2 separate regions of the Sus scrofa genome follow, and region 1 is linked to region 2. The links are chromatin contacts, called in public Hi-C maps. All regions are on one chromosome and are shown on one strand. The core of a region is the stretch at or near the end of the contact, and the rest is flanking DNA. Distances in the headings are between cores, read along the strand shown. Region 1 overlaps LOC106509692 (a long non-coding RNA gene). Region 2 holds the start of ZC3H7A (zinc finger CCCH domain-containing protein 7A).

Region 1 (2,700 bases), core at 84-2,583, 130 kb after region 2:
GCTTCTATGAAATCAGCTTGATTTCTTTCTCTTCCCCATAAAAGTGATAAGCGTACAGTATTTGTCTTCCTCTGTCTGGCTTATTTCACTTAACATATAGTGGAATAACATTATATTATATTTCCATCGATATTTCTAGGTATCTCTCTATATATATTTCTGCCACATTTACTTTATCATTTATTTAGGGCATTCCATATCTTGGCTCTCATGGGTGATGCTGCCAGAAACATGAGAATGCTGATGTCTTTCTTGTCAAGATTTCATTTCCTTTGCATATACACCCAGGAGTGAGATTTCTGGATCGTAATGCTAGTTCTATTTTTAATTCTTGGAGGACCCTCCATCCTGTTTTCATAGTGGCTGCTCCAATGTACATCCCACCGAAATACACAAGGATCCCCTTTTCTCCACGTTCTCACCAACGCTTGTCTCGTCTTTTTGATGATATCCATCTTAATGGATGTGAGGTGGTGTCTGGGGTTTTAATTTGCATTTCCCCGATGATTAGCAATGTTGAGTACTTCTTCAGGTACCTGCTGGCCATTCAAATGTCTTCTTTGGAAAAATGTCTATTCAAGTCCTTTGCCCTTTTCTTTTTTTTTTTTTTTTTTTGTCTTTTTGCTATTTCTTTGGGCCGCTCCCGCGGCATATGGAGGTTCCCAGGCTAGGGGTTGAATCGGAGCTGTAGCCACTGGCCCATGCCAGAGCCACAGCAACGCGGGATCCGAGCCGCGTCTGCAACCTACACCACAGCTCACGGCAACACCGGATCATTAACCCACTGAGCAAGGGCAGGGACCGAACCCGCAACCTCATGGTTCCTAGTCGGATTCGTTAACCACTGCGCCACGACGGGAACTCCCCTTTGCCCTTTTCTTTGTTGTTGTTGGCGGCATCCAGGGCATATGTAAGTTCCGGGTTCAGGGATCAAACCCTTGCCACTGCAGTAGCCAGAGCCACTGCAGTAACAACTCCAGACCCTTAACCACTGAGCCACAAGGGAACTCCTATTTATTCTTTTTTCCTTTTTTGCTACTGAGTTGTGTGAGTTCTTTATATATTTTAGGGTACTAACCCACCTTACCAGATATCTGGTTTGCAAGTATTTTCTCCCATTTTGTAAAGGCCCTTCTCATTTTGTGGGTTGTTCGCTTTGCTAAGCAGAAGCTCTTTCGTTTGATGTTTGATGTAGTTTCACTTGTTTATTCTAGCTTCTGTTGCTTTTGGTGTTTTATCCAGGAAATCATTGCCAAGATCAATGTCAAAGAGCGTGATCCCTGTGTTTTCTTCTAGGTTTCAGGTTTGATCTATTTCGAGTTAATTTTTGCAAGTGGTGTAAGGCAGGGGTCCAGTTTCACCGTTGGGCAGGTGGTTGTCCAGTTCCCAGCTCTGTTTATTGGCGAGAATGTCCTTTCTCCATTGTGCAGTCTCGTCGCCCTATCAAAAATCAGGTGACTGTGTGTGTGTGGGTTTATGCCTAGGCTCTCTATTCTTTCTCACTCATCTCTGGGCCTGTTTTTATACCAGCATGTTTTACTATAGCTTTGCGATGTAGCTTGAAATCAGGAAGTGTGATTTCCACACTATGTTATTCTTTCTCAAGGTTGCTTTGAATACACAGGATCTTTTGTGGTTCCATACAAATTTGGGGGTAGTTTTTTTATTTCCATGCTGAAATTTTCGTTTCCTTTCTCAGCTGTACCCATGACATAGGGAAAATCCTGGGCCAGGGATTAAATCCGAGCTGCATCTACAGTTTGTTTATGCAACAGCTGCGGCAATGCCAGATCCTTAACCTGCTGTGCCACAGCTGGAACGCTCCTTCATCTATATTTTCTACTACATGTTCTGAAGCTTTGTTTTTGACATTTAAGTCCCTAATAGAGCATTGTTTCATCGTATTATGTTTACCTATAATTTCTACTAAAAATTTCTAAGTGTTTTTTCTTTTTAGGGCCGCAGGTGCAGCATATGGAGGTTCCCAGGGTAGGGGTGCAATCAGAGCTACAGCCGCCAGCCTGCGTCACAGCCACAGCAACACCAGATCCGAGCTTTGACCTACATCACAGCTCATGGCAACGCCAGATCCTTAACCCACTGGGCGAGGCCAGGGATCCAAGCCAGGTCCTCGCAGACACTCTTGGGTTCTGAACCTGCTGAGCCACAGCAGGAACTCCACCTCGGAATTCTTAAGAGTGACTCTTTAGGAGTTCCTGTCGTGGCGCAGCAGAAAGGAATCCAGCTAAGAGCCATGAGGTTATGGCTCATCCCTGGCCTCACTCATCGGGTTAAGGATCCGGCGTTGCTGTGAACTGTGGTGTAGGTCACAGATCCTGAGTTGTTGTGACTGTGGTGTAGACCGGCAGTTGTAGCTCCGATTCAGCCCCTAGCCTGGAACCTCCATATGCTGTGGGTACAGCCCAAAAAAAGAAAAAAAAAAAGAGTGACCCTCTAACAGATACAATGTAATGAAGAAATAAAAAATTAGGGACGGGATCCCTGTAATTCTCCAGTTGTCAACATGTGGTCTCCAGCATCGCCTGGGAGCTTGTTGGAAATGCATGTCCTCGGGCCCCCGGCCAGGCGGGCTGGATCAGGAACTCTGGAGGTGGAGCTGTGTTTCAGCAGCTCCTCCAGGCGAGTCTGGTGCACACATGAGTCTGAGACTCACTTTGATGACACAAGTTGCTGTGTTGA
Region 2 (2,700 bases), core at 27-2,526:
AGAATACGAAAAAGAATGCGTGTTATGTAGATGTGGGTGTGCCTGTGTGGATATATGAGTCACTTAGCTGTACAGCAGAAATTAACACATTACCATAATTCAATTAAAAAAAAAAAAAAAGCCTCCAAACCTGCCATATTTTGTTACAGCAGCCTGAGCTAATGAATACATCTGGTTTGTAAATCTACTCAGACCACTGTCAGAGTCACCGGGCTAGTTTCTCCCTTTTTCTCACCCCTCCTATGGCTCAGTCTCTGCACAGTAGCCAGAGAGCTTTTCTCAGGTGCAAATCACATCCTGTCACTCCCAAATCAGACCCATTAGTGCCACACAGAATAAACTCCAAAGTCCCCCATCACCCGCCCACCCTCCCTCCCTGCCACCAGCCAAAGAGGACTCTCCTGTTCAAGCTCCAGCCTCAAGGCCTTTGCACTCGCCCTTCCCTCTGCCTGGAGAACATTCTCCATCTCCCTGGCCATCACCTTCTCAGAACCTTCCCAGAGTCATCCCTCTACCGTAAGTGAAGCCCGCCCATCACGGTCTCATTCCCCTGCTGTAATCTCGGTTTACACCGTCGGAAATGGTCTCCTTCGCGTCTCGGAGGGTCCCCACCGCTACTCCCCATCCCGCTATGGGACAGAGACCCTGCCTTGCCCACTGCTGAGCCCTAGAGCACAGTGGGCTGTTGAAAATACAGGTGGATGAGGTGGCATTTGGGCGGAGACCTGAAAGGCAGGGAGCCAGGCCCGCTCAGGGTCCAACCCAGAGCTGCTCCTGAGCTCTGCCCCCCTTCCTCTGCTGTAGGGGTGTAGGAATGGGGACAACGATGCTTGTTCTGAGGCTCCGAAGGGTTACAATTGGCAAAGTACGAAACACCGGCTTAGGATTTGCTAAATAAAGTGTCTCCGGGGAGGCCTCCCCATACCCGAAACTAGGTCAGCTCCCTGGTAGACGCTGTTCTAACTCCCTGCTCTTCGGCTCCAGGGCCGCTGCCCAGAAAAAACACCCACGGCGCATGTGAATTGCACGTCCACCCAGAATTAGTTCTCAGCACCGGCGCGTCCGAGCATCCCTTGGCCCTACTCGCTCCCTCCCGCGGTCCCAGCCCGCTGCGGACCGCGCTCCCGCTCGGGAGGCGGCCCCGGAACCCACGGCGGAGGATCTCTGCAGCCCGGCCCGACGTGGCGTCGCCGCCGCCACCGCCCCCGGCGCCGACGCTCGCGGTCGCAGCCAATGGCCGCGTCTCCCGGGCGGCGGGCGCGGCCTCCGGCCACTAGAGGGCGCCGCGCGGGCGCAGCGGAGCCGCCGCCGCCGCCGGTCGCGGAGGGAAGGTGAGAGCGAGCGCCCAGGCCGCTGCCGCCGCCGCCGCCGCCCGCTCACCGCGCGCTGCTGTCCGTCCCCCGGCGCGGCCGTCCCCGCAGGTAGGTGGGTCCCGCCGGGCCCCGCCGCCCTCCCGGCCCGCGCGCCGCCCCTCCCCCGCCGGCGCCCCCGCCCGGCGCGCCCCCGCCGCCGCCTCGTGCTCGCGCGCGCCGGTAACGGACGCCGGGCGGGGGAGGGGCGGCGCGCAAGGCCGCCCCGCGGCAGCCGAGGGGGCGGAGGGCTCGGCCACAAAGGGCGCGCGGCCCCTGCGGAGGGGCGGTCCGAGCGCGCGCCGCCGCGGGGCTCCGCGGGCGGGCGGGTCCTTGTCCCCTCCCTCCGATGGGGGCGGCGGGGGTCTCACCCTGGGGGCGCGTGTCCCCCTAGCGGGGCGTAGAGGGCTCCCGCTCCCTCCATCCCATGCTTGCGTGCATTTCCGTTGGCAAAATACCTCCTCTCTGGTTATTTAACTAAAAAAAAAAAAAAGGATTTTTTTGTTTTCATTATTTCTCTCTGTTTCTGTGATCGGGGACCCCTAATTCAGTACCGTAGGTTTGGGGGCGGGAAGGATGAGCCCGGTGCGCTTGGCTCGTTTATTTCGGGCTGTTCCCCCCCCCCCTTTTTTTTTGCGCGGGGCGCACGTCTAGGACGCGCGGCGAATTGTTTCCTATCTTTTTTGTGGATCTGGAGACGGCCAGGCTTTAGGTTTCTTTCCCCACCCTTAAAGAATGAGGACCTGTCAGTTCCCATTAGCGTGAATTTCCTGTTGGGGACGGTCATTGCCGGGGTGTGGTCCAGCTGGAAAGCTCCGGCTGGTCCCCGAGAGGTCGCGCCTGCACCCTGATTGGGTGAATTTATCGGGAGTTGAGTATTTTCCCTGTCCCCCGGAATGTAGGCATGAAAGAAGGTGCCGTGTTTGGTATTTAAGGACCGAGGGTCTGCCCAGACTCGAGGTGCCCTGCCCGGGAAGGTGGCCACTGGCCGCAAGGAGCTGTTGAACACTTGGAATGTGGCTAGACGGAGTTGAGATGTGCTCCCAGTGAAAAAGACACACCTGATTTTGAACGCTTAGTAAGGAAAAAAAGTAAAGATATCTCATTCATAATTCTTTCCAAGTTAAATAATAGCGGTTGAGATGATACTGTTTTGAACATAGTGGGTTGACTCAAATATATTATTGTCATTGGTTTCTTTTTACTTCTTTTTAACACAGTTACTTGAACATTGAAAATTAAATGTACGACTGGCATATTTCTGTTGGACAGCGTTCAGCTGGAGCATTGGAATGAGGGCAGGGGTAGTAGGAGCTTCTGCCATCTGTTTTCTCTTTGCCTGCTTCTCTGA

The links. A called contact is a pair of places that touch in the nucleus more often than the background predicts.
Region 1: a contact with region 2 is called in a Hi-C map of liver, with 3 times the contacts expected there. The contact joins the enhancer-like site here to the promoter of ZC3H7A in region 2. A contact is called at or near these places in 2 of 5 promoter capture datasets (fetal liver and liver), 16 of 47 Hi-C or Micro-C datasets (alveolar macrophages, blood, embryonic fibroblasts and 9 more) and 2 of 2 datasets of contacts at active chromatin or transcription factors (alveolar macrophages and skeletal muscle).

The regions. Positions count from the first base shown.
Region 1 is chr3:31,461,113-31,463,812 of Sscrofa11.1, forward strand. The region is part of intron 1 of LOC106509692 (a long non-coding RNA gene); the gene reads left to right. Among named protein-coding and RNA genes, the nearest start is that of SNN, 7.0 kb to the left of the region's middle. Within about 2 kb of position 1,334, at least 5 of the 83 cell types and tissues checked have an H3K27ac peak or open chromatin away from gene starts, as enhancers often do. A contact at or near this core is called in liver, where this site is marked.
Region 2 is chr3:31,331,210-31,333,909 of Sscrofa11.1, forward strand. It overlaps ZC3H7A (zinc finger CCCH domain-containing protein 7A), which reads left to right and starts at 1,277. Exons shown (of 23, transcript XM_021086593.1): 1 at 1,277-1,421.